Regions from separate parts of the Mus musculus genome. Here all the other regions are linked to region 5. The links are chromatin contacts, called in public ChIA-PET, Hi-C, HiChIP or PLAC-seq, Micro-C and promoter capture Hi-C maps. All regions are on one chromosome and are shown on one strand. The core of a region is the stretch at or near the end of the contact, and the rest is flanking DNA. Distances in the headings are between cores, read along the strand shown.

Region 1 (4,030 bases), core at 1,341-3,840, 210 kb after region 5:
AAGCCTAACATTTCCTTTCATGCATTTCTGAACCTAGCATGCGCTCTCTGCTGTGCTGAAGGAGGCTGGCTGATTTGCCCTCTCCAGGACCCCTGAGAATGTCTTTTCCTTCCTAGGATAGGGTGGGAGAGTGCCCTCTAGTGTCCAGATGTAGAATTGACGATTTAAGAGCCAGTCTGGTCTGCACCTCTACTTTAACCGCAGCAGCCTGGAGATAAGGCGCCTAAAACCTACACAGGAAGCTGCAGAGCCAGAAAGAAATCCCCAGGAGATGCCCCAGCACTAGACAACTAGGCAGAATGACCTCACTCCCTCTCATGGTTGTGTCTTCCACTCCTGGCCACCAAAGGCTGTGCTTCATCTGTTTAGCCTGGTGCACATTAAACTTTTTGGACCTGTTTTTTTTTTTTTTTTTTTATGGGAATGACACACAGTCTCCCGCTCCCATTCAGCTCTTGGGCTCAGACAAAAAAGCCTTGGGTCTCCTTCTTGCATCTCTGGCTGTGAGGTGTCAGTGAGCTCCTTCTGAGCCCCCACCCCCACCTGAGAACAGATGGGAGATGAATGAAAGCGACTCCCTCAGGAAGGAGAAGGGGGCCCTGAGTCACATGACCGGACCCTCAAGGAACAACATCAATTTCCCGAATTCCGGAATAACTCTGGAGACCAGTTCTGGGCCTCTTGAGAGTATAGGATCTCATTCTGCAATCCAGGTTGGCCCGAATCTTAACAGTGCACCTCAATCTTAATCAATGACCTTGAATTCAAAGCAATCCTCCTGCTTCAGCCTCCTGATGGCTGCATTTTTAGTGTAAGCCTCCACACCCAGCTTCCCAGAAGGTATTATCTAAGGTAATCTACACCGATCTTCTTACATAATATTTCCTTTGGAAAAGTGCCCATGAACTAAGTTACAATCACGGGGACAGAAGTCCAGGCCAGTGTTCTGCCCGTTATGCAGCAATGGATGTCTCAGAAGCTCAACCTCAAGCCATCAGAGAGCACCAGAGGGGCACTCAGCCTATGTATGTATGCCCTCTCTTTCAGTGGGGCAGAAGCCTACTTGTGGCCGGGGTCTGGAGGGGCCCTGGGAGCGCCCACCTCCTCTGGATGAGCCCCAGAGAGATGGAAACTCTGAGGACCAAGTGGAAGGCAGAGCAACACTAAGTGGTGAGCTTTGGAGTGTGGGCTGGGGAGGTGGGTGGGAACCTCATGGGCCAAGCCTGGCCTTGAGTCCTCTTTATTTGTCTTTCAGAGCCTGGAGAGGAACCTCAGCATCCCAGCCCCCCCTGAGCCTGGCACATAAGCTCAGAGCCCTGTATCTCCCAGGAGGAAGTGTTCCCCAGAAACCCACTCTGTCCCCACCCTCCTTTGTACCCTGTCTTTCACCTGCTAGGGCTGCGGCTTCTGACTTTTAGAAGACTAAGGCTGGTCTCTGTTTGCTTTGGCTGAAGCCCAGAGTCCCCAATGCCTTTCCCTGCCAGTCATTCTTCTATTTACCCGGTGGGAGTAGGGAGGTGAGAGAGCCCACACTGGAAACCCCAGAAGGCCATAAACAACCATTTATTCTCCACAAGTCCCCTCCCTCTCCAGATTCTCTCCCCTGGGCACAGGAGACCCACAGGGCAGGTCCTAAGATCTGGGGAAAGGAGGTACTGAGAGCCTACAGGTGCCCTGAGATCTCCTCCTTCCCCTACCAGTGGTGGGCGTTGAGTCCCCAACCCTCTCATAGACTTCAACCAGGGCTCAGGTCTCACGCATTCTTTGCAGAGCCTCAACATGTCCCTCCCTTAGTATCCCATTCCTGCTGGGTGCCTGCAAGATGGACTGGCAGAGGCTGCTTGCTGCGTTTTGTTTGTGCTTTGGTGCCAGGAATGCACTTACTATCTGTCCTTAGGGGGCCACACAGTGGGGGGAGCCTGGTTCTCCTTGTCCTCCAGCAACTTGGTTCCCTTCCCCTTCTTCCCTTACTCTAGGCCTGAACCCCTCCTACGCTGTAATAAATCTTTGTAAATAATTGTCCTGAGACTCCTCTTTCAGGGGAGGGAGGAGAGACCGGGAAGTAATGGTATGTTCTGACAGGAAAAATGGTGGTTATCTTAGGGTCAGGATCTTGCCTCTCGTGTCCAGCCCTTCCCAGGAAGGAGCCTTTCCTGCAGGCTATACGCATGGCAGACATACTAGCTCCTGAGGGAGATGGCTAAAAGCCAGGGGAGAACAAAGGTCCTTTAAATATGTGTGATGGATGTGGTGCTGCGCGTCAGTAATCTCAGAACTTGGAAGGCTGAGTTCGTGGCCAACCTGAGAACGTCTCAAAAACGAAAAATGGATTTCTCCAAGGGACTTGTGCTCACAAATCGGCCCTCACACAGTTCCCCTTCACTCCACAGTGTCAGGCCTGTATGATCTAATAACCAAGACACCCTGGGGTTTTATCCCTTGCTCCTGCACGGTCTTACACAGTTTAACTTCGGTTGTGGCTCCGCTTCCGGACCTCGTCTCCGAGAGAGGGGCGGACCGGGGCGGAGCTTCAGGGTCACACGAATCCCGATTGGCTTTGGGGGCGGGCTCGGGGGGGCGGGTTGGCTTTGGGGGCGGGCTCGGGGGGGACGGGCTCAGCGGCGGAAGTAGCGCCGCCGGGAGCTCTCCTTCCGCTCTGAGGAGTTGCCAGGCCGTGGAGCGGGACTGCGGCTGAGGCAGGAAGAGTGGGGGCCGTGGTGACATGAAGCAGGTGGGTTGTGCGGCGGTCGCAGGCACCGGGCGGTGGTACAAGAGCTGTCTCTACCCGACGGATCCCGCTTTCCTGCCCGGTGTCCGTCTTTGGTTCGGTCCGACCCAGCCCACACCCCTCGCGCTCCGGGTTCCGCCCCCTTCCTCTCCACTCGCTGCTGCGCGCGCAGGGCTGGGGAGGGGGTGTCTTGGTCTTTACCCGAGAGGGTCCGGAGGACGTCTGCGGCCGCTTTCCTAAGCCTTCTTTATAGTAAGAGGAGAGGCAAGGAGTCGGTATCTAAGTATTATGGGGGACAGAATTGGGTGTGGGAAGGGGCCAGACTCAGGGAAAAACATACTAATCGGCTGCCTCTCTGCCACCCGCTGTTTCCCACAACTTCCGTTGGAAACATCCACGCATAGCTTCCCAACGATATCAGAAAGAAGGCTCTTTAAACTCTTCTCAGAAGTGCTTGCTACTGTTGGCTTTCATTCCTGACATACTTCCACCCTTTGACTCCCCAATATTTCCTGATTTTTCCTCTTACCTCTCTGACAAGAGGGCAGAAGAATCTCTTTACGTTCACGCTGGCCCAACCCGCCTCACTGTGCATTGATCCTGGATGGCCTCATCCACTGTTGTCGCATCAAGTTCACGTTCACTGAATATTCAGATGGACGATAGCAGCACATCCCCTTCCTGGGCTCCAAATTAGCTGCCTGTCAATTATGCCTATGGGATACCTTCACTTTGGGATGATCTCACAGGTTTCAAACGTGAGCTGATCTTTTCTCTGTAAATTTATCCTTCCACTCTTGTCTTATCCAGGAGAAAAACTCCGGAATTGCCTTAACATCTTTTAACCCTGTTTGCTCAGAGGTGCCAGTATAGCTAACTCCCTGAACCTTCTCTGTCACTACCCTTGTTGACGTGTCTCTGGACATTTCCAGCAGCTTGTGGTCCTAATTGCTTGCAGGCAAGTCTTCAGAATCTAGCTCTTGCAGACTTTTATATCACGAGTCTGGTTATGTCACTTGCTTGCTTCCCATTGCCTGTGGGGAAACGACTGTGTGCTTGTTTACTGTAAGATGTGCCTGGCTCACATAGGGTTCTTCGTGTATATAGCAGCACCTCTTTCCTCTCTGATCTGCTGGGCCTCCTCCTGATGTATCCTTCAGGAGTCCTGCTCAGAGAGCACCATCTCCACACTGCCCACCTCCATCTCAAAGGCTGGCCGCCCTGCCCATCTGTGTCCTCTGAACACTCTTAGTGTCATAGCTGACATATAGACCCATGCACCAGCCTGCTTGAGTTTTGATA
Region 2 (4,111 bases), core at 328-2,827, 240 kb before region 5:
TCTTGCCTGGGCTACCATACTGTACCATCTCTGGCTGGCTCCTTGGATTCCCACAGTTCTTATTTCGTTCATTCACCGTGCTGTTCCCAGGAGACCTCCCGCACTCTTGCCGTCGAGTGCAAATCTGATACTTTTCCCTTGCTTGATCAAGGGAAAACATTACAGTGCTTCAGGACAGTGTGCCATTTTCCTACACCCCCATCTTGGCACACTGCTATCCTGTACCCGGCCACACCTACCCCGTGTTCCGGAACAGTGAATTGGTCACAGTTCCCAGCGGCTCAGGCTTGTGCGTATTAGTTCTATTTGTCTGGGACGGTCACTCGCTTGTCAGCCAACTTTTCCCTTCTGGTTTTTCCAGACTCAGGTCAAACGTCACCTCCTCTTGAACTCGGCCTGGTGCATCCTCTCCTTTGCCCCAGCTGAACTTTTATTATTTGCACATCTTCTGAGCATTTTGTTGGTAGGGTAGAGCCTAGTCTACTGATGTTGGTTGTAAGGCTATGAGGGCAAGAGCCTGCTTCCTATTCTCTTTGGGTCTTTGGTACCTAATATATCTCTCTCTTTTTGAGACAGGTCTTATGTAGCCCAGGCTGGGCCCCTCAATATGTCGCCAAGGATATTTATCTTTGAATTTCTAATCTTCTTGCCTCTATCTCTTAAGTGCTGGGATCACAGCCTTGAGCCACCATGCTCAGTTTATGTAGAACTGGGGATTGAACCCATGGTTTCGTGCAGGCTAGGCAAGCACCTACCAACTGCACTGAGTCTTCAGCCTATGAACTTCTCTTCACTGATTCTTTGATCCCGAGCTTTGATAAGCTATGTGATCTTGGGTGACCCATTTAACTTTCTTGCATTTTAGTGAAAACAGTAAGTCCTTTGTGAAGATGAGGTGAAATAAAACAGACTGATGCTGTGTAGCTCACACTCCACTTCTCTAAGGACTTGCTATGTTCACTAAATGCATCACTCCTTTGATCTGCATGCTTTTTACTCTATTGTTGAGGTTCTGACAGGAAACCCATGCTCTGACACAAGCTAGGCATGTGCTAAGCTATCATTAGTCTGACTGTGCGCTCTCTTGCCTTGGGACCTTCTCTATCATCAAACGCCCTTTGCCTCCAGACTCCTCTTCTGCTTACAAACCCCTTCTTGTGTCTCCCATTCTGTACACAGGCTCCCCTCAGCCCCACCTCCATCTGGAGTGGGACTTTCTTCTCTGCATCCTGCCAGAGCCCTTCCCAGAGTGTTTCCCTTGGCTTCCATAGCCCTCACACCCACTTCTTTGTTAACCAACACAATCTGGATCCTGCCCTCCCACAGCCTCATCACTGTGTCCTCTGAGAACTCTCTTGCTACTGGGTGGTAGCCCAGGTTTGCTCACTGGATTTCTGGGGCATCCTGGGGTCATCTCCTGGCCTAAGCCACTCCTCCCTGTCTGCCTTGACTCTGCCCTTGCCGGAGTCTCCTTTTCTTTCCTCAACAGCTAGTTGCTCTTTTCTCCTCAGTGTTGATTCAAGGCTCCACCCAGAGCCTCTTGTCTTCTCTCTGCCCTCCTGGGTGGTCACACCCTCTCCTGAGACAACTGCTAGCACAGCTTTGCGTGTGGCTCCTGCTCTGGTTTTTACTAGCAGCTTGACACATCTTGACTCTTTTCAAAATGAATCATTTTTTTAAATGTATCTTTTTAAAAAAAAGACATGGGCCCTCGGGAGGCAGAAGCAGGTTGATTTCTGAGTTCAAGGCCAGCCTGGTCTACAAAGTGAGTTCCAGGACAGCCAGGGCTATACAGAGAAACCCTGTTTCGAAAAAACCAAAAAAAAAAAACCAAAAAAAAAAAAAAAAAAAAAAAGACATGGGTGCTGGGAACAAAACTTGGTTCCTCTGCAAAAGTAACGCATAACACAGGCTCTTAAGCACTGAGCCTTCTCTCTAGCACCTCCGGGAGTCTTTCCTATTGGAGAATTATCTAGATCAGGGTGGCCTATTTAGTCCTGTCTGTGGAAAATGCCTTGATTGTTAATTGTGGTAGAAAGACCCTGCCCACTATGGGAGGCATCATTCTCTATGCAGGGAGAGTCCTGAACTGCATAAGACAGAATAAAGAGAGATGGCAGCCAGCTTCTTCTCTCTTTGCATTGACTGTGGATTTGATACGTTAGGTTCCTGCCTTGAGTTCCCTGAAATAATGGAATATAGCCTGCAATTATCAGTAGAATAAACTGCTTCTTTCCTAAACTGTTGTCAGAATCTTTTATCACTACAACAGAAATGAAAGTAGGACCTTCCCAGGCCACAAGGTTAGTGGGGCTGGCGTTCTATGTGTCCAGCTGCTGGGCAGATATTTTTAGCGGTCTTGTCCCAACCCAGAAGCACCGTCGCACTGCCCTTTCCCACGCATTCTCTTCCGCCCCTGCTCCTGTTACTTCTGTTAATGTCCCCATCATTCTTTTGCCATCGGATGCTCCTGCTGCGTATCCAGTCTCTTGCCAAGCAGGTGCTCTCATTAAAGCAACCCTGTCTGCCCAGTTTGACTTCCCACTGTCCCGCTGAGGGGCTTCAGTATCTCTCAAAAGCATCTCTGTAGACCTTCACCAAAAAATATGTATTGAGCACTTGAAAATAAGAAACCAGTACCCTATGTGGCTATTCTAGGATGCTGAGAGCCAGGAAGGGGCTTATATAAAGGCTCACTATCCAAGGGGGCCAGAAAGAGGGAAGTACGTAGAGTAGGGTATACTCAGGACCCTGTGCCTGCCCTCCCTGGCCGCCACCGATCCTCTACTGCAACCTATGATGTCTGCTGTGCCCGGAAAGCATTCCTTAGATCTGTGACAATTCCACCAGTCCCCTTCCTTAGTGGGAGGCCTCAGCATGCCTGATCAGGTCTTTACAAAGTGCCCAGCAGCTTCTCTAAAGTCAATACCCATTTCTTCCCTTACCCTCCACCACAGCCCATCCTCCCTCCACCACAGGCCACCCTCCCTCCACCACAGCCCACCCTCTACCACAGCTTATCTACTCTCCACCACAGCCCACCCTCCACTACAGCCCACCCTCCATCACCTTCCTCCACCATAGCCTAAGATCCCTTTACCATAGCTCACCCCCACCACCACAGCCCACCCTCCACCACAGCCCACCCTCCACCACAGCCCACCCTCCAGAGCTCTAAAGAACCCTTGCTTCTGTCCCTGCACCTTCTTTGAGCTCCCACAGCTGTTCTGACAAGTTGTCCGTCTGTCCCTAGAAGATGTGACCCTTCTGTCCAACAGAATGGCCAGGAGGAGCAAACCCTCTTCTGCTGGAGACTCAGAGGGCAGCAAGCCCAGCTGTGTCTTCACCAGCAACAAGAGCCCTGCCGAATGGAGCAGACAGATGGCTTGTCAAAGAATATAGATAAGAACAACGCCAGCCATCTTGGTAAAGGCTGTCACCAGGAGCTGGAGGGCAGCCAACTGTGTGGCACCAAGATCTGTGCATGCCTATGGAGGGAACCCAGAGTCCTGGGAAATATCCTGTGTCCCCTGGTGGCCTGTCCAGTGTCATCTTGGTTTCTGCTTCCCACACCACACTGATGCTCGTTCTCCCCGGACTCAATTTCCACATCTGCCAAGCCAGTTGTTACCTCCTGCCTTGTAGACCTACCTCTTCCTCCTCTTCCTCCTTCCCTATTCCCATCCTCCCTCCCCCACCTCTCTCATCTACAAACCCTGAAGCATGGAAATGGGAGATGATGACTATTGGTGGACTTGAATTTGGGATGCTTTCTTTCTACTGTGGTGAGGTAGAGCAGGACAGAGCAGGAGTCATATCCCCGGTTTGAAAGAGTCACACTGTCCAGGATGACTCTCGAAGTGGTTTAGATGCACGCACGTACACATCCATACTCACACTTTTTTTTTTTTTTTAGAAACACTGATTGAGGGTTTCAGCCCCAAAGTGGTTTATTGCTTTCTGTGGCATTTCAAATGTAGGATGAAATTTCTAGTCAAATGGAAACTCAAACCACAAAAATTGAATCAACATTTAAAAACCTACATGCTATGTTGTGGGCACATGTGGAAATGCCTAGGTTAGCATCTGACACATAGTAGGTGCTTTCAGT
Region 3 (4,130 bases), core at 90-2,589, 180 kb after region 5:
GGCCGGGCTCGCTGAACAGGCGGGTCAGCATGGTGCCTGAGGGCGCCCCGGGGGCGGGGAGACAGACAGCACAGAGTGAGGGGCGCGCCGGGGTCACCACGACCCCCCAACCCGCCTCCACCCCCCAAGTCTCCGTGAGCGCCCCAGCTCAGGGGCCCCCGATGCCCACTACGTCCTGCTGCCCCGCCCAGAGCCGGCCCAGCCCTGCCCGGCTGCCAGTGGGGGACCGCGGCCCAGGCCCTTGCCCGAGATCCGGGCTCCTGCTCCGCCCCTGGCCCGGAAGGAAGCTGCTCTCGGCCGGTGTCGGGGTCCCAGAGAGCTTGACCAGGTGGGGGGTTAAGGGACCAGGTCCATCTTCCCGGGGAGGCGGTGCTCTCGCCCGAAAGCCAGCTCTCTCCCGGTGACGGAGAGAAGCTGGGCGGCCGCCGTGGGGACGCTGCCCCGGTTCCTCCTCTCCACGGTCCGGCCCCTCGGCCTGGCTCCCCAAGCCCTCCGGTGCCTCTCACCCCCAAGCTCCCTAATCCAATTTGCAAGTTGGCCGCGCGCCGCCCCCGGCCGGGCCCCCACCCCCGCAGCCCCAATTCTAGACACCGGAGCACCGTCTCCTCTCTAGCTGCTGCTTACGGGTCTCCCGGAGCGGGCTCCGGGTGCGGGGACTGAAGAAGCCGGGCGTGGGGAGGAGACCCAAAAGCGAACCCTGTTCGTCTCCCTTGCGGTCAGGGACCCTCTTCCCCTCTTCAAACTCCCTCCCTCCCACACGTCTCTACAGATCTCGTTGTATTTTGAGATCCTTGGGGAAAAATCCAAATTTATTTGTTTGCTTATCTTTTTTGGTGGTGGGAAAAGGTCACAGGTTCCTTCGGGACAGTCATGGGGGGGGTCCCATCTTCGCTTCTTCGAGTGCCTCATGACCCTTCCCCCTCAGCCCATCCTAGGCATACCATCTCCTTCCGCAGCCCCTTAAGCTGCGGCCCCAATGGGAGAGAGAACACGGGGCGCCCCCGCTGCCCATCCCGTAAGGGGGTAGGGTCCCAGGAATAGGAGAACTGGGGGGGACTTCCATGTCCGAAGCAGCGCCCCCCCACCACTAATAGCAGGTCAGATCTAGCTCCCTCTCGGACAACTTACCTCAGAGAGGAGTCAAGGGGAGAGGGGAGGGGAGGGGGGAGGGGGCAAGAGAGAGAGGGGGGAGAAGAGGAATCTTCTCGCTTATTTCATTGTTCCCCCATCTTCAGGGAGCGGGGGCAGCGGTTCCTCAAGGCGGCGGGCGCCGGCGTCTTCAGAGCGCCATGCGAGCCGCGGAGCGAGTGTGGCATCTCTACCAGGCGGGGTACCAGCCTCTATGCCAGGCCATATGGGCTTGGCACGTCACGGGCAGCAGCTATCACATGAGAGACGGTGATTGGCATGCGTCTGCATTGGGGGAGAGCCGGCTCCCCCGGGACCCGCCGCCATCTGTCACTCTCTACTCCAAAAAAAAAAAAAAAAATTAAATAAATAAAGGAAATAAATAAATATCTCTGCCGCCCTCCCCTCCCCGCCCAACGCAGGAAAAGCAGAGATTGAGAGGGAGGTGGGAGGATTTGCCCCCCTCAGATATAGAACCCCCCACATGGGAACAATGGGGTGGCAAGTCTGGGAATTGGCGGTTTGTGGTTGCCAGGCCAATTCAGGGCTCTCTCCAGGGTCTTGATCTGTCCATTTCCCTGTCTCCAGGTCCCTAAGGTGGGTCAGGACCAGACCCTGGGGTGTGGAGAAGGGACCTCGGTGCTTACTGCCGCTCCCCAAGAGAATCCCCTCCACCACAAAGGGACAGCTGAGGCTCCTTCCAGGGTGGGTGTGGGGGGCATCCCTGGCCCAAGCCCCATAGGTAGATGCTGGCACCATGCCATTCCTCATCCCTGTCTGCCCCTCCCCCACCCACCCTCACGCACACACAACATATGTGGCTGAACAAAATTCAAACCAAGGGAAAGACAGAGAAAGGGAAAGATTTGCCTCCCTGGGTGTCTGTGCCTCTGCATGGGCGTGTTGTGCGTGCGCACGCGAGTGCTCATGTGTGTGTGTGTGTGTGTGTGTGTGTGTGTGTCTGTGGGGACATGTGTGTCTATCTGTGTAGTCATCACACAGGAGATCTTTCCTTGGGTGTCAAGGGCAAATGTATGGTGGGGTGGGGTGGGGAGGGATTTGGAGATGAGCTATGTGTCCCTATCTGGGTTAAGGTGGGCACAGATCTGGATTCCTAACCCAGAAGCCCTCTTCCTCCTCTTCCTCCTCCTTCTTGAGTCACTGAGGCCTTACCACCCCTGATCCTTGCCAGGTAGGCCATCCACCAATGCCTCTCTTTTGGCCTTCTGATTTGGTTAGCTGAAGGAAAGGGTATGACTGGTTGCAGGCCGCTTAGAGTTTTTAGACAGGACCCAGCACTCTTCCTCTCTGCAGAAAATACAAAAGCCACAGAGGCTGACCCCATCAGTCACAGGAGAGGCCAGAGAGGAGAAGACCAGACAGGTGTCTTGCTGAGGGAGGTAGGAAATGGATGCTTTATTTTACAGTTCCCCTTGCAAGGTTCCTATCCTGCCAGACACAGATGCAAATGGTACAGGTTAAAGGGAGGAGCTTCCGACACACCCACCTTCCCACCAGTTCCTCACTCTGTGGTGGAGAAAATGGAAACACACCCCTGTTCAGAGTTAACCTGTGTGAGAGACAAGTACTTGCAGTCAGGGGTAGAGACCCTTGACCACACTGGACTCAGGCAGGTGCTGTCTTCAGGCCCAAATTTCTTGTCTCTCCCTTGACCTACCTGTGCACACCCAACAACCTTGGCTCACATATTCAGATGCCAGCCAGCCACATAGCAAGCACAGAACCACACAGACAAAAGGAAGACCGCACCACATCCCTTAGTCCAAGTGGATGCCCTCTGGTCTTACCTGGAGAACCCTTCTCAAGGGAGTCTTGGGCTGATAAGACAAGAATTCGACGTTCAGAATGAACAAGGTGCTCCACAGAGACACATGCTGGCTTGAAAGGCCTTGAGAAAGTCGGTATGAAGCTTGGACACTTGGAGGTCAGGGGCTGAAAGAAGGTCCAAAGGCCAGGCACTTCCTCTTCCTTCCACAGAGGCAGTGCAGGGAAATGGATATAGCTAGGTACCCAGGGGGAGGAGGAGGGGAGCAAGCTGAGACTAGAACCCAGGACCCCTTCACCAACCCAGTTGCCTTGGTGGTCACCAAGGACAAGAAGACCTTTATAGGCTCTGCAACTAGGAAGTCAGAGCCCATCTAAGTCACATAGCCTGACACTGTGGATGGAATCTTGGCAGAGGCAAAAGCAAAACCAGGGGCACTACTGGGTTGGGGGCTGGCTTGCCAGGACACTTCCAGTTTGGGGTATAATTTCAAGGGCGTTCATGACTCTGTCTCCTCTAGCCCCTGGGCTGTGAGGTGTTTTGAACACACACACACACACACACACACACACACACACACACACACTCACAGCGCGCGCGCACACACACACACACACACACACACACACACATGCATGCACACACTCACGTGCATAATATGAGTTCTGATTCTTGGTCTACTCTGTTCACCTGGTTTTCATCTTGTTTTGTTTTTGAAATGGGGTCTCACTAAGTATTCTTGGCTATCTTGGAAATCACTATGTAGACCAGAGTGGCACCTGAACTCACTTTTGCCTTCAGAGTGCTGGGATTAAAGACATGCACTACCACATTGTAAAAGACAATGCTGAATTCTAGACTGGGGATTTAGCTCCAAGGTAGGGTGCTTGCCTCAAGAGCCCAAAGCCCTGGGTTTGAATCCCAGCACAAACAAAGGAACTTTGAGATAGTCTTCTCAGCCTTGGTTTCCCTATCTATAAGTGGTAGTCTGCTTGCTTTATAGGGCTGCTTGCTGGTTGACACTAAGTAGCATGATAGGTTAATGAGTTTAGCATAGGGCCAATAATAAAACACTCTCCCAATACATACCAGCTTTTATTTATTTATTTTAAAGATTTGTTTGTTTAATGTATGAGTGCTCTATTTGCATGTGCACCTACATGCCAGAAGGGGGCATCAGAACCCAGGATAGATGGTTGGGAGTCACTATCTGGTT
Region 4 (3,935 bases), core at 1,360-3,859, 250 kb after region 5:
TGGCAGGCTACCTACCCAAGCGAAGGCCATGCAGGTATGGTACATGGGGGAGGAGGCTGGCACAGAGGCGCGATAGCGGCAGAGCATCACCAGGCTGGCCAGGCCATTGAGGAGTGAGGCCACGGCAGAAGCTGGCTCTTGGATGAACAGGAACCGGGAGAAGGGCCACTGAAAAAGGAGCACAGGGAGGTGAGGAGTGGCAGCCCCTACCCAGCCTGGTCCACCTTTCCATGACGGCTGCACTGACAGCACTCCAGCTGGTTCCTCAGCTCAGGATTTCAAGTTCCCTCAAGTTAATGGGTATCTCTCCAGAAGTCCCTGGTTAAGATGAGAGTCTTTCCCTGGCTGGCAGGCAGCCACTGCCATGGGAGCCTGACACTGGGGACAGCAGACACATGGGGTGAAACCATACAGACCTGCCATCCAGATGTAGGCCCCATCCCCCTTCAACTGATTGCCATCGTCCTCGGGGCGCCTGGCTGCTTTGTGGTAAAGTAGGGTGACCAGTTCCTGGCAACCCCACAGGCCAAAATGAGGTAACAGTGGGCACAGAGCCGAGGTGGTGGTGGGGGTCTGAAGGGTATTTCTGATGATCTAGACTCTGACTGGAGAAGCAGGGACAGGAACATCTCAGTCAGGGTCTGTGGGTACTGCAAGGGGGTCTTTCTGCTTGTGGTTTTGTTTTTTGGAGAGAGGGGTTCACTATGAAGCCTTGGCTGCACAGATTAGGTGGGCCTTAAATTCACAGAGAGCCACCGGCCTCTACCTCCCAGAGGCAGGTATTAAAGGTGTGTGCCATCACAATTGGCTTGGGACACAGACCTTATTCCTCCAAATTCAGAAGCAGGACACACTGGCACCCTTGGAAAAGGAAGAGATGCTGAGCGCAAGTACCTGTCCTATCTCTCCGCACCCTGTGACACTGCATCTCAGGCTGCTGGGATGGCATGGACCAGCTCGGGGCTGAAGGGCCACCATGTACCATCCCTGAGCCCCCGACTCACCTTGCCATGGAACTGAGGCACTCTGTGGCCCTCCTGAAGGTAGAGGCCAACAGTGAACCACATACACTCATACTTGCAGTCGTCCCGACAGGTCCAGCCTGAAACAGACAAACAGGACTACAGCTGTGTGAGGACTTAGGGAGGCATAAGCCTCCAGGCACGAATGGAGACCAAGAGGACCTGAAGGCTGGACAGAATCAGCGGAAATCTCAGAATCTTACTTCCCAGTTGGACAGAGAAGAGAGGGTGGGTGTGCGCTCGAGCACGCACGCACACACACACACACACACACACACACACACACACACACAGCGGGGGGGGGGGGAGAATATATTATATCAGTGGGAGCAAAGAGAATAGTTTCTTCTCCCTTGATCTAAGCTCTTAGGATCTGGCAGGCCCCTCTTGGAGACCTAGGTTCATACTTGTCCATCCTGAACCCAGGGAGGGATCTTTGGTGCCCTCCTATGTCCTGTGAAAATCGAGCTCAGACCTTTCATCAGACTCCTCAGGTTCCCCGGTACCTTTGTTTCCTTATTGCCCCTAATCTTCCTGCTCCCTGATCTCTGGGTAAACCAAGATGCTTCATGTACCCAAATCCTCCTAGGACCTCCAAGCTCTCTGTTGCCTCTGTCTGGAATGGAAACCGGATAATAATGTGGAGGAGCTGTTGGTCAAACAGGTCAGATCTGGGAATTCTGCTCTGCCACTTTACAGACGGTGTGACCTTGGGCAAGGTACTTAGTCTCTCTGAGTGTTCTCATCTTTAAAGCGGATTAGGGAAAGTATCTGACGGGGTTGTGGTGAAAGCCAGCTGACCTGCTGTGACACCCGTCCAACGTGGGTGCTCAATATGTTGGTTGACATCAATTCCATCCTGTTTAAATTGTTCTGTGGTTGAACACCCTGCCTCCACCCACTGAAGCTGACTCCGTCCCTTTCACTTCCAAATGCGTATAGTGCTTAACCTATGGGCCCATTAGGTCTCAAACTATTCTGTCTTGGAGAAGGCTAATGTTCACCTGCCTGGGGATTATAAGCCCAGAAGGGCAGGCTCCTGGTCTGCTTCCTGGGTTACTTCAGGTCTTCTTTGTATTTAAAAAGTAGTGGTTTGAATAAATAACATGAAACCTCTGGAAAGGTGGGGTAGGCTGATGCAATAGCCCCCCCCCCACCTTCCCACCCCTCCACACACACTCAGGAGGCTCCTGACATTAACACTCTTGAGAGAACGCTGAGGGAAACTGAGGTTCTAAGTTGCAGAACAGCAGGGCACAGTAGGCGGAGCCAAGACGAACAGGCGGGGCTTTCACGGGTGGGCGGGGCTTACCAGCTAGGCTCATGTAGATTGGCTGGCGGGAGCGGAAGTGCTTCAGTGCGTCTCCCGAACAGTTCCGTTCCTCGCATCGGAGCACGCAGTCGCGGTACACGGGCTCGCGGTCGCCCTGGGAACCCCCCGCGAGTCCCACTGCCAAGGTTAGCAGCAGCAGCGGCGCCGTCCGCTTGGCCATTCTGTCACTGTGCCCGGCCGCTGAGGGAGGAGCTTGGGAGAAGACGAAGTCCCACTTCCGTAACAACCGGAAGTACCTGTGTTCATCGTTGCATCCTCCGCTGACGCCCGCCCACTTTAAATAAAAGTTCCCGGATTTCAGTGGGCGGGTACCCCACCTCTATACTGCTGTCTCCTCTTTTCATATACAGCACCTAAGGAGAAGGGGCGATTTGCGCCCAGGAGCAAATTAAGTGTACTTTCTCCCTTCTATTTTACACGGTCTTTGTTTCAAGCAGACGCCTTTCTGTCACCCACTCTCTTAGATTCCAGTTTCCAAATGTTCTGGGTACCCCACTTATCCCCATTTCTTATGTCAGCATCTTGATTAAAGACGCTGCCATTAAAAGAGCTGAAGAACTTCTTAACAGGTGTCTTTGTCTCTACTTTGGTCCCCTCCAGTAGGCATTTCTCTCCTATTTAGCTTTGTGTTACTGTGATAAAGACCAACTTGGGGTTTGCTTTATGTCACCCCATCACAAGCCATCATGGAGGGAAGCCAGGGCAGGAACCTGGAGGTAAGAGCGGAAACAGAGGCCTCGAAGGAGTGCTGCCTACTGGCTTAGTCACTTAACAACACCCAGGACCACTTGCCCAGGGTTGGCACCTCCCACAGTGGTATGGACCCTCCCATGTCAATTATTAATCAAGAGAGTGTCCTCTGTAGACTTGCTGACAGGCCAGTCTGAAGGAAGCATTTATTTTCTTAATTGAGGTACCCTTTTCCCAGATGACCCTAGCCAGTGTCAAGCAGACACAAACACAAAAACGAACAACAACAAAACCCAAAACTAACCACGGCTCCACTTTCTAAAATTCAAGGTTGACCAATCTCTTTCTTACAATTCCTTACTAACTCCTCAACTCAGCCTGGCCTGGCCTGCTGGTCTTCACTCTGTTGCTCCAGATGCACTTTAAAGGTCCATGTCTCCAGAGTCTCTTGTCCTTGTGTGCTTTGGCCCTCTTGCTCCTGCTTGTTTTCCTGTTACCAATTAAAGGCTGTGTTTTAAGGATGATTGTTAGCACTGGATGGATACTATGTAGTGGCTTGTCTTTCCCCGATGGGATGGAGTCCTTTCTTGTCCTGCTCACCTCTGGCACTAAAGTAGAACTTTGCTTTCCATGGGAGACACTTTGAGATCCTTCTTCCTTCCTTCCTTCCTTCCTTCCTTCCTTCCTTCCTTCCTTCCTTCCTCCCTCCCTCCCTCCCTCCCTCTCTCTCTCTCTCTCTCTCTCTCTCTCTCTCTCTCTTTCTTTCCTTCTTTAAGTAAATGAACAACTTAAAACTGTCTGGGTGGGCTAGCCACCTGTGAGTGAAGGCTCTTCACTGAACTCGATTCCCAGAACTCAATAAAGGTGGGAAAAGAGAATCCTCTCCACAG
Region 5 (4,165 bases), core at 1,596-4,095:
GACACTGGTACATGCCTGGAATGTCAGCACTGAGAGACAGCAGTAAGAGCCTTGCTCACGGTTCCAGGCCACTTTGGGCTAAACAGAGATTTGTCTCAAAAAAAAAAAAAAATGGGTGAGGAATATTGCTAGTAGAATCTTGTGCTGTGTCCCCAGTACCTCAAACACAAAACGAAACCATTCTAAGAGAACATTAAAACAGTCTTCATAAAGAGAAGGCTACGGGTATGGTGGCACACGCCTTTAATCCCAGCACTCGGGAGGCAGAGACAGGCAGATTTCTGAGTTCGAGGCCAGCCTGGTGTACAAAGTGAGTTCCAGGACAGCCAGAGCTTTATACAGAGAAACCCTGTCTCGAAAAACAGAGAGAGAGAGAGAGAGAGAGAACGCTATAATGCATCAAGCATGCAAAGATTTAAGTCCCTCATCTTAAGGTGGGGCAAGAGTCTTTCACTTGTATTAGTCATGATCACGATTTGAAATTAGCTATTATTTTTGTACTCATTTCCAGATCTCACAAAAAAGTCTCATTCTGTGATAAGCTACTTAGAAATAATCAGCCCCCTGTAAAGGATTCTCTTAGTTCTGAGGATTTTTCTTTTGTTTTTATTTTCAAACAGAATTTCTCTATGCATCCCGACTGTCCTGGAACTCTCCATGTACATTAAACTGGACTGGAATAGGCAGAGATCTGCCTGCCTCTGACTCTTGAGTGCTGCGCTTAAAGGTGTGCAAAAGAGAGCCTGGCAGGTTTGAGTATTTAGAAATTCATGAAGCAAGCAGGACAGTGTGGCACATGCTTTTAATCCCAGCACTCCAGAGGCAGAAGCAGGCAGCTCACTGAGTTTGAGGCCACCCTGGTTTACAGAGCAAAGTTCCACAACAGCCAGGGCTAACACAAAGAAACCCTATCTCAAAACAAAACAACAAAAAAACCCTAAAAACTAAAAATAAAAGCTGAAACAAACCCAAGCAGCAGAGGACAGCGGCTCACATCTAGGACGCTAACTAGCACCTGGGAGGTGGAGGAAACCACCTCAAACTCACTATGGCTTTAACGCACAAATGAGGATCTGTCAGGCTTTCCTCAGTCCTCACCCCAAATGGGAAATTCTCCACTCGGAATAGCAAGTCGGTCAAGAACTATCGAAGTTTTGGACTCTTCCTTTTGAACTCTTTTGGGTAACCCTAAACTGTCAGGTGTCCAGGTAGTAATTTCAATGGTAAAGACTTTCACAGTAGTACTGAACTTGAAACCACCATAAATTATTCTCTTTGGCGGCTCCACTTTAGAGCAATACAACATTTTACATAGGCAGTTTTTATTATTATGCCTCTCCCCCAACCCACCATTAAGTTACAAATGAAAACTCTAATGTAACCAATGAAGTTCTCCACTCCTCACTGCGACTTGGCATACTAAGTCTGAATTTACAGTCTCTCCACAGCTCTCCCTCCTACCTTAACTTTATAACTATAAATACTTTTTCAAGAAATACTAAGACTATACAGAAGTTTCGCCCCTAGGTGAGACTTTCACCCGAAGCCCACAAACTTTTTGTCTCAAATTTATCTTTTAAAGGGAGCTGAAGGGAAACACTGGGTGTTAAAAATACAACAAGAGAGAGGAGACAGGAAGCCAGCAAGTGAGATGAACACTGAGCCTGGGCCCAGCACAGGTCAGTCAGCCTGAGCCTCTGCCAGAAAAGGCCAGGTAACATTTTCTCTTGTGTAAGTTTCTTTGTCTCTCGGCCTACCAATGAAACCTCCAGCACATCTCCAAACTACTGTATTTCATTTCACCAGTACTTAGGATACTTCCCAAAGGAATCCCTTTCTCAGTCGTGAACTCGCTTTTAAAGATCTTTCTGACTATGTACGGTTCCATTCCAAGACTACAAACCTCCTTTTCAGAGGACAAACTTAAGACAAAACAAAAAAACAAAACAAAACAAACCAGGAATGGGTTCTCCGAAGGCTCTCAGACCTTCCTCGCATTCTCGGAACAGATATCTAAGTTCCCAATAAACAATGAACCACAAAAGTATTAGACTACACGGGGAAGAGGAAGTATTAGAATATCCAAACAGCACGAAAACCCCACAGTCGCCTCTATCGTCCCAGTTTACTACCACCCCCAACTTCCTACTTCCACCGAGGACTAATCGATTCCCGCTCGGGTGGAGATTCACGAAGGCAGCAGGCGCTGGCCAGTCGGGGACTGAGTGCTTTCACTGCGTGGTGGAAGGAGGCTAGCCAAGGGCTGGGCAGAGAATGGGAAGCTGGGTGTTATGGGGGAGGGGGGATTTAGGGCGCCAGGGCTAATCCCGGCCAGGGCCCGCGGGTGGAAGGGGCAGCAGGCGAACCTCCCGGAAGGCGAGGCAAGCCGGTGCGCGGGGCTTGCGGGTCGCAAGCAGGGGAGGACGCCGGCGGCCGCATCGGGGGCGGGTGGCGGGCCGCACAAGGGAGGAGGCTCCGGTCGAGCTACTGTTTGGGGTGCGAGAGCTGGCCTTCGCCGCCGCCCGAGACCCCTCCGAGCTCACACCTCAAACCTGCTCTTGGTCACTCCGTTCACGTCCCTCCTCATGGGGCCGGCGGGTGCGGCCCGGGCAGGGCGCTGCGGCGTGCGGAGTGCAAAGATAGGGGCCAGGGCAGGCCCCGGAGTTCCGGGAGCGGGAGGCGGCGGCGGCAGCAAGGCGAGGCTCGCCCGGCCGACGCGGAGGAGCGACCGCTCGAGTCCCGCGGGGGCCTCCACCACCGCCCGCGGCGTCCGCGGCCGCGACGACTGCCAGTCGCTAGCTCGGTCCTCTCCAAAGCCTCAACTTCAACCCAAAACAAAAACACTCCCCACCTGCCAGCAACGCCGCTCCTCATTGGGCAGAGCCGCCCGGGCCTCGGAACGTCGGGGGAGGGGAGGAGCGCTCGGCGGCGGCGGCGCGAGCCCACCCCTCCCCCACCCGGCGCAGCCCCGGACGGTGAGCCCGCGAGCGCCTGGAACGTGGGGTGACCGGGCGCCAGCCCACCAGGACAAGGAGAAGCAGGGAAGTGCCCAAGTGCGCGCCTGCTTCGGTGCGCGCGCGGGCGTGGGGGGGGGGGGCACGGTGTGTGTGCTGTGGGGCGGGTGCGAGTGCGCGCGTGCCCGCGGACCGGCGAGAAGAGCAGAACAGGGACAGGAACATCACCGGATCCCCTCCAGCACTGCGAGGGCTCACTGGCACGTAGCGACCCACGCGGAACCTGAGCTTTCAGCCTAGGGTCCCCAGCTCTGATCTGATCACTTCCCCGGCGGCCTGAGCTGGCACCCACGTCTTTCTGACCACCCAGCTCCCGTCCTCTATCACTCACTGTCGCCTTGAACCCAAAGTGCAGCAGGCGGTCCCTGCTCGGAGCCATTTTCCTCCTCTTTCTAGACGTCTCTAGGTTGGGGCAGTGCCGCCGCCGCTGCCGCCGTAGGTGCTGCCGCCGCCTCCCCCACCCCGGTGAATTGCATTACGGGGTGCTGCAGGGAGGCCTGGGGGGCCCCTGCGGGGCGGATGGCTCTCAGTGCCAGGCTCCAGAAGGCAGGAGCTGGTTGCGCTAAGAGGAGGACGTAGCGCCAGCTCTGCACAGGAGCTGGCAGCGAGGCTACACCTCGGGATCAGGGGGTGCAATGCCCCAGCCCAGTACCCATTCCTTGGGCCGGGGGAGGGGCTGGCGTCAATCGGGTGGGGGCGGGCAAGGCACAAGGGCCATTGGCGTCCCCGCCCCTCCGGCCGCTGGCGCCCAATGGGCTGCAGCGGCTGCTCACCCTCCAATCGGAGAGCTGGTTCGTGAGAGCCACGGCGTGACGCCATTTCGGCGGGAGAAACAAGCATGTAGGAGCGAGTAGGCGGGGGCGGTTGCCCATAGGAAACTCTTCCATTGGATTTCGCTCCTAGTATAAAAGGTAGTCTGTCATCTTTTTGTTAACTCCAGCCTTCAAGACTTCCAAAATCTATGACCTATTTTCCACGAATTATGAAACAACCGAGAGTGAAATTGCTCCGTCAGAGACATTACAAAATGTACCAAACCTGAAATATTAAAAACTACCATAAATCCCAGCCGTCCTAATTAGACCTTAATACTGCTTCCAATTTTATGCTCAAAGCAATTACGAGTTTGTCGTCAGACCTTTTCTACTTAG
Region 6 (4,260 bases), core at 1,526-4,025, 200 kb before region 5:
AACATTTAAGTAGAGGATGGAAAATTCTAGAGAGGCTTCGGCAGCTCTGTCTCTGTCCACTCTTCCCAGGAGACATCTCTCCTAAGTCCACCCTTTTGAACGATGAGGCCTCACAACTAATGCGCAGCCATGCCTGTGGGAGAGCAGGTGAATGGTTGTGTGGGCGGTGTGTGGGGTGACATTCAGAAATCTGCCTTGAACCGGAAAGGCTTCAACCACCACCTTGTACCCATTGGAGGGTACATATGACTTCAGTACGTTTTAACTTTTATAAGCAGAATCCTTAAACTCCACTCTGGAGTCATTGCCTTTGGATTATTGTGGCAACATGTGGGGCTCATCCAGTGGCAACGGCATCCATCTGCGTGGCCAGCTTTCTGGAACCCAGATGGGAGTAGCCCCCAAGCCACACTTCTGTCAGCTTGAGACGTTTGCTTTATCTCTGCTTCAACTTCCCAAGACAGAGAAACACTGAGGTCTATGGAAAGTCTGCTGCCCCATCCAGGCCAGACGGCCGGTGGCTCAGAAGCGAGGCTCACATTGTCAGCTCTGCTCTCACGTCTGCCCCTAGTGGTCCAGCATTGCTTTGGTTGGTCAGGAGTGTTAGGGCTCACCTGCAATCCTAGGACTGGGGAGGGGAGGGGGGAAAGGAAGGGAGAGGTGGGTGGGGAGGGGAGAGGGAGGGTCAGGATGCAATCCTGTCTCCGAAGAAACATGAAGAGGAGGGGGAAGAAGGGGGGGGGAGGGGGAGAGATGAAAGGAAAGTGGGGAGGGAGGAGCAGGAGCAGGACCACCATTAGTAGATATTGAAAGTCCAGCCACAAAGCATGTTGTAACCATTGTTTGGAAATGTGCAATGATGGGTCTCTATCTGTCAGTCTGTCCTCCTGTCCGTCCATCCATCCATCCATCCATTGGTTCCTTTGTTGATTCGGTTATTTGGTAAATAATCGAGATTAGAAGCCAGCAGAAAACCCTGAGAAACTTTCAGCAGAGCAGGGGGATCAGATGTTCAAGTCCAACCTGGGCTAGCCAGGAAATATGAGATATGTTCACTAAGGCAAAGCAAAGTCAGAGAATGAAAAAGCAAGATTCCAGGGGCCAAGTGCTAGGAAGACAGGATGAAGGGGAAAGGAGTGGAGGCAGGGCCTTGGGTCGGTGGAGGTGGGGAAAAGACTCTATGCTTCTAAAAGTATACTTTTCTTATAGTAATTTTTTTCTTATAATAAATTAACAGGGAAAAAAAGGAATAATTTTCTTAGCCAGGAGGCGCTAGTACAGACCTTTTTTTGTTGTTGTTTTTTCAAGACAGGGTTTCTCTGTATAGCCCTGGCTGTCCTGGAACCCACTTTGTAGACCAGGCTGGCCTCGAACTCAAAAATTCAACTAGTACACACCTTTAATGGAAGCACTTGGAAAGCTGAGGCAGGCAGATCTCTGTGAGTTTGCAGCCAGCCTGGGGCAGCAGAGTTCCAGGACAGCCAGGGCTTTACACACACACAAACACACACACACACACACACACACACACACACACACCCTTACTTTTCTTTGTCCTCTTCCTCACCCCCCCCCCACCTTTGAGATAGGGCCCCTTGTATTCCAGACAGGCTTAGAACTCCCAATGCAGCTGAGATGCCCCTAAGCTAACCATCCTCCTGCCTCTGCCTCCTGAGTTCTGGGACTATAGCAACACAGCATCATGTGAGGCTCTATGAAGAATCTTTTATCAGGAGAGTAAAAAGTCAAAATGGGTCAGATGTGGTGGTTGCTCCCCACCCCACGCTCTCTGGCTGCTCCCTCTCACTCCCTTCTCCAGCCAGCTCTGGGTCCTCTGCCTCTTTCATGGCCACCACTGCCACCCTGGCGAAATAAAGTCTCTTAAGACAAGTGAAGGGAGTCTTGTCAGTCTGTCCAGCTGAATGAAGAGCACTTAGACCACCACGGACGATCTGAGCGCTTCTGCAAGCAGATGCTGCTGACATGCTTTTCTCTGCAGACTCTGGGCACAGTGTGAGCAACAATGTACGCAGGGGAGTAAAGGTAAGAAACCCAGCCGTGTTCAGCATCTTCTTCCCGTCTCAGGAAGGAGGTCATCCTGAGACCTCTCCCATCCACCCAGCTTGGCATGGTGAAAACAAGGACTTAATGGCTCGAGCATCTTTGGTTGTTGCTGATGCTTTGCTTTACTGTATTCTTGTGTGTGTGTGTGTGTGTGTGTGTGTGTCTGAGTGTGTGTCTGTGTGTGTGTGTGTCTGTGAGTGCATATGTGTGTCTGTGAGTGCATATGTGTGTGTGTTTGTGAGTGCATATGTGTGTGTGTTTGTGAGTGCATATGTGTGTGTGTCTGTGTATGTGTGTCTGTGAGTGCATATGTATGTGTGTGTGTCTGTGTGTCTGTGTGCGTCTGTGAGTGCATATGTGTGTGTGTCTGTGTGTCTGTGTGCGTCTGTGAGTGCATATGTGTGTGTGTCTGTGTGTGTGTGTGTCTGTGAGTGCATGTGTGTGTGTGTGTCTGTGTGTGTGTGAGGTGCATATGTTTGCATGTACGTGGTGGAGGCCAGAGGTCAATGCCAGCATTTCCCTCTTGCTCCCCACCTCATTTTTTGAGACATGGTCTCTCACTGTACCTGGAGTTCGCTGCTGGGGCAACACTAACCGGTCATTATGCTCAAAGGTACCTGCCTCCTCTGTGCTACAGCTCCTGGAACGTGGCACCATGCCTGGGCTTTCCGTTGATGCTGGGTGTGGCACCGTGCCTGGGCTTTCCGTTGATGCTGGGTGTGGCACCATGCCTGGGCTTTCCGTTGATGCTGGGTGTCTGAGCTCAGGTTCTTAGGCCCGCTAGCACCGAGTGCATTTTATCTGCTGAGTCATCTCCCTGGACTACTTGTTTGGTTTGAATTTTTTTTTTTTTTTTTTTTTGTCTTTGTTGTTTGGTTTTAGTTTGCATGGTTCTCAAGACAGCATCTCCCAGCCTGGCCTTGAACTCCTTGATCCTCCCGCCTCTACCACCAGAGTGCTGAGGTTGCAAACATGTCGCTACACGCAGATCGCTGGGGAATCTTCGATATCAGGAAAACTGAATTCCTCTCTGTATCATCTCAGACAGGAAAGAGCTGAATGCGTGCACAGGACAGAAGCAGACCTCCCGTTCTGTGCTTGGACAATGGGGTATCCATGGAAACAGCACTGCAGAGCACCGCCTGACCGGGTTCAGCCCCGGGCATTTGGGGTTTACTGCTACTCACAGCTCAAGTGAATCCAAGCAAATTCTCTGCTTGCTGAGTGGATCGGAACAGACTCAAGGGAGTCTGACATTTTAGCCACTGAAGAGTCATCACTCCTGAAAGCAGGGGCTGGGGCTTATTTTATTTTATTTTTGTGGTGCCAGGGAGTGAGCCCAGGGCCTTGCACGAGTTACGTGGCACACTTTAAAACTCAGTGAAGGTCGGGGATACTGCCTCAGAAAAATGCTCTGATGTGCCTCCCCCTGTTACCCTGACAATGGATGGAGCCTGGGGCCTTGCGTGTGGCACACAAAGACTCTAACCACTGAGACACACACACACCAAGCCCCTCTCTACTGTTCTAACAACAGACACACCACAGTGAGTTGCATGCATTGACCTCCGGCCCTAAACCTAGTATCTAGGATTAGAACTGGGACTTAAATTTAACAACAGGACCTGCATAGAGCCACATAGCATGGAGGAAGGCGAACCACAAACTTCAGCTTTAGGAAGAATTGTTGCCTTGTGCACAAGTTCAAAGACTGCTCCTTACACATCCAGCCAAGACAGGAGATGGTCCACCATGGAAGACACGAAGAACCTAGGACATCATGACATGATAAAGGGACAGGGGCTTTGTGGAAGTGGATACTTTTGAGCAGCCATGGATGCTGGGATCTTCAAGAGTCCTACGTCCAATCCCCCATGGATACTGAGGGCATGGATACTGAAGTTAGCCTCCATCATCAACTAAATTAGATTTAGGGCAGCCTGGGAGACACATCTCCAAAGGGTGTTTCTGGAGAGGTTAAGCTGGGGGAGGGAGAACAGGCTGGGATGTGGGCAGTGTTCTCCATGGACTAGAAACCAGGACGAAGTAAAAGGAAAGACAAGGGACCTAGCTGAGCACCAGCGTTCGCCTCTCTCAGTTTCCTGACAACAGACACAATGTGACCAGTACCTCACACTCCCATCCGTTCAACCGCCTCACCACGTGGACTGTGTCCCTCAGACCATGAGCCAGCAC

Evidence for each region. Hi-C and Micro-C count contacts between places; a contact is called where the count stands out from the background. ChIA-PET counts read pairs in DNA pulled down with a chosen protein or histone mark. HiChIP or PLAC-seq counts read pairs in DNA pulled down with a chosen protein or histone mark. Capture Hi-C pulls out chosen DNA fragments and counts their contacts.
Region 1: a contact with region 5 is called in an RNA polymerase II ChIA-PET map of memory CD8 T cells, with 27 read pairs. The contact joins the promoter of Stard3 here to the promoter of Fbxl20 in region 5. A contact is called at or near these places in 5 of 39 promoter capture datasets (cranial neural crest, hippocampal neurons, liver and 1 more), 5 of 484 Hi-C or Micro-C datasets (embryonic stem cells and erythroblasts), 2 of 115 datasets of contacts at active chromatin or transcription factors (memory CD8 T cells and pancreatic cancer cells) and 3 of 9 other capture datasets (adipose tissue, liver and pancreatic islet).
Region 2: a Hi-C map of embryonic stem cells shows a contact between it and region 5, with 2.7 times the contacts expected there. The contact joins the enhancer-like site here to the promoter of Fbxl20 in region 5. A contact is called at or near these places in 4 of 39 promoter capture datasets (cranial neural crest, hippocampal neurons, pre-B cells and 1 more), 1 of 15 datasets of contacts at CTCF or cohesin (large pre-B cells), 8 of 484 Hi-C or Micro-C datasets (the HL-1 cell line, adipose-derived mesenchymal stem cells, cortical neurons and 1 more) and 6 of 115 datasets of contacts at active chromatin or transcription factors (the SCID.adh cell line, embryonic basal ganglia, embryonic forebrain and 2 more).
Region 3: a contact with region 5 is called in a promoter capture Hi-C map of liver. The contact joins the promoter of Neurod2 here to the promoter of Fbxl20 in region 5. A contact is called at or near these places in 3 of 39 promoter capture datasets (the SN4741 cell line, hippocampal neurons and liver), 2 of 484 Hi-C or Micro-C datasets (both in embryonic stem cells), 1 of 115 datasets of contacts at active chromatin or transcription factors (pancreatic cancer cells) and 2 of 9 other capture datasets (adipose tissue and liver).
Region 4: a Micro-C map of embryonic stem cells shows a contact between it and region 5, with 4 times the contacts expected there. The contact joins the promoter of Pgap3 here to the promoter of Fbxl20 in region 5. A contact is called at or near these places in 3 of 39 promoter capture datasets (hippocampal neurons, liver and stem cell-derived epiblast-like cells), 1 of 484 Hi-C or Micro-C datasets (embryonic stem cells), 2 of 115 datasets of contacts at active chromatin or transcription factors (memory CD8 T cells and pancreatic cancer cells) and 1 of 9 other capture datasets (pancreatic islet).
Region 6: an H3K27ac HiChIP or PLAC-seq map of embryonic stem cells shows a contact between it and region 5, with 5 read pairs. The contact joins the enhancer-like site here to the promoter of Fbxl20 in region 5. A contact is called at or near these places in 4 of 39 promoter capture datasets (cranial neural crest, frontonasal cranial neural crest, maxillary cranial neural crest and 1 more), 1 of 15 datasets of contacts at CTCF or cohesin (large pre-B cells), 4 of 115 datasets of contacts at active chromatin or transcription factors (effector CD8 T cells, embryonic stem cells and memory CD8 T cells) and 1 of 9 other capture datasets (adipose tissue).

The regions. Positions count from the first base shown.
Region 1 is chr11:98,355,778-98,359,807 of GRCm38.p6, forward strand. Stard3 (START domain containing 3) reads left to right here and starts at 2,591. Exons shown (of 15, transcript NM_021547.3): 1 at 2,591-2,731. Ppp1r1b (protein phosphatase 1, regulatory inhibitor subunit 1B) reads left to right here. Exons shown (of 7, transcript NM_144828.2): 6 at 1,048-1,170; 7 at 1,256-2,019. The coding sequence ends at 1,293. It overlaps 1700003D09Rik (RIKEN cDNA 1700003D09 gene), which reads right to left and starts at 2,506. Exons shown (of 3, transcript NR_045477.1): 1 at 2,460-2,506.
Region 2 is chr11:97,904,729-97,908,839 of GRCm38.p6, forward strand. No RefSeq gene overlaps it. Among named protein-coding and RNA genes, the nearest start is that of Fbxo47, 23 kb to the left of the region's middle. Within about 2 kb of position 1,578, at least 16 of the 459 cell types and tissues checked have an H3K27ac peak or open chromatin away from gene starts, as enhancers often do. A contact at or near this core is called in embryonic stem cells, where this site is marked.
Region 3 is chr11:98,328,306-98,332,435 of GRCm38.p6, forward strand. Neurod2 (neurogenic differentiation 2) reads right to left here and starts at 1,340. Exons shown (of 2, transcript NM_010895.3): 1 at 1,129-1,340; 2 at 1-36. The coding sequence starts at 31.
Region 4 is chr11:98,397,881-98,401,815 of GRCm38.p6, forward strand. Pgap3 (post-GPI attachment to proteins 3) reads right to left here and starts at 2,610. Exons shown (of 8, transcript NM_001033537.2): 1 at 2,335-2,610; 2 at 1,005-1,102; 3 at 16-168. The coding sequence starts at 2,515.
Region 5 is chr11:98,146,771-98,150,935 of GRCm38.p6, forward strand. Fbxl20 (F-box and leucine-rich repeat protein 20) reads right to left here and starts at 2,846. Exons shown (of 15, transcript NM_028149.1): 1 at 2,546-2,846. The coding sequence starts at 2,587.
Region 6 is chr11:97,947,071-97,951,330 of GRCm38.p6, forward strand. The region is part of intron 7 of Plxdc1 (plexin domain containing 1); the gene reads right to left. Among named protein-coding and RNA genes, the nearest start is that of Plxdc1, 37 kb to the right of the region's middle. Within about 2 kb of position 2,776, at least 80 of the 459 cell types and tissues checked have an H3K27ac peak or open chromatin away from gene starts, as enhancers often do. A contact at or near this core is called in embryonic stem cells and memory CD8 T cells, where this site is marked.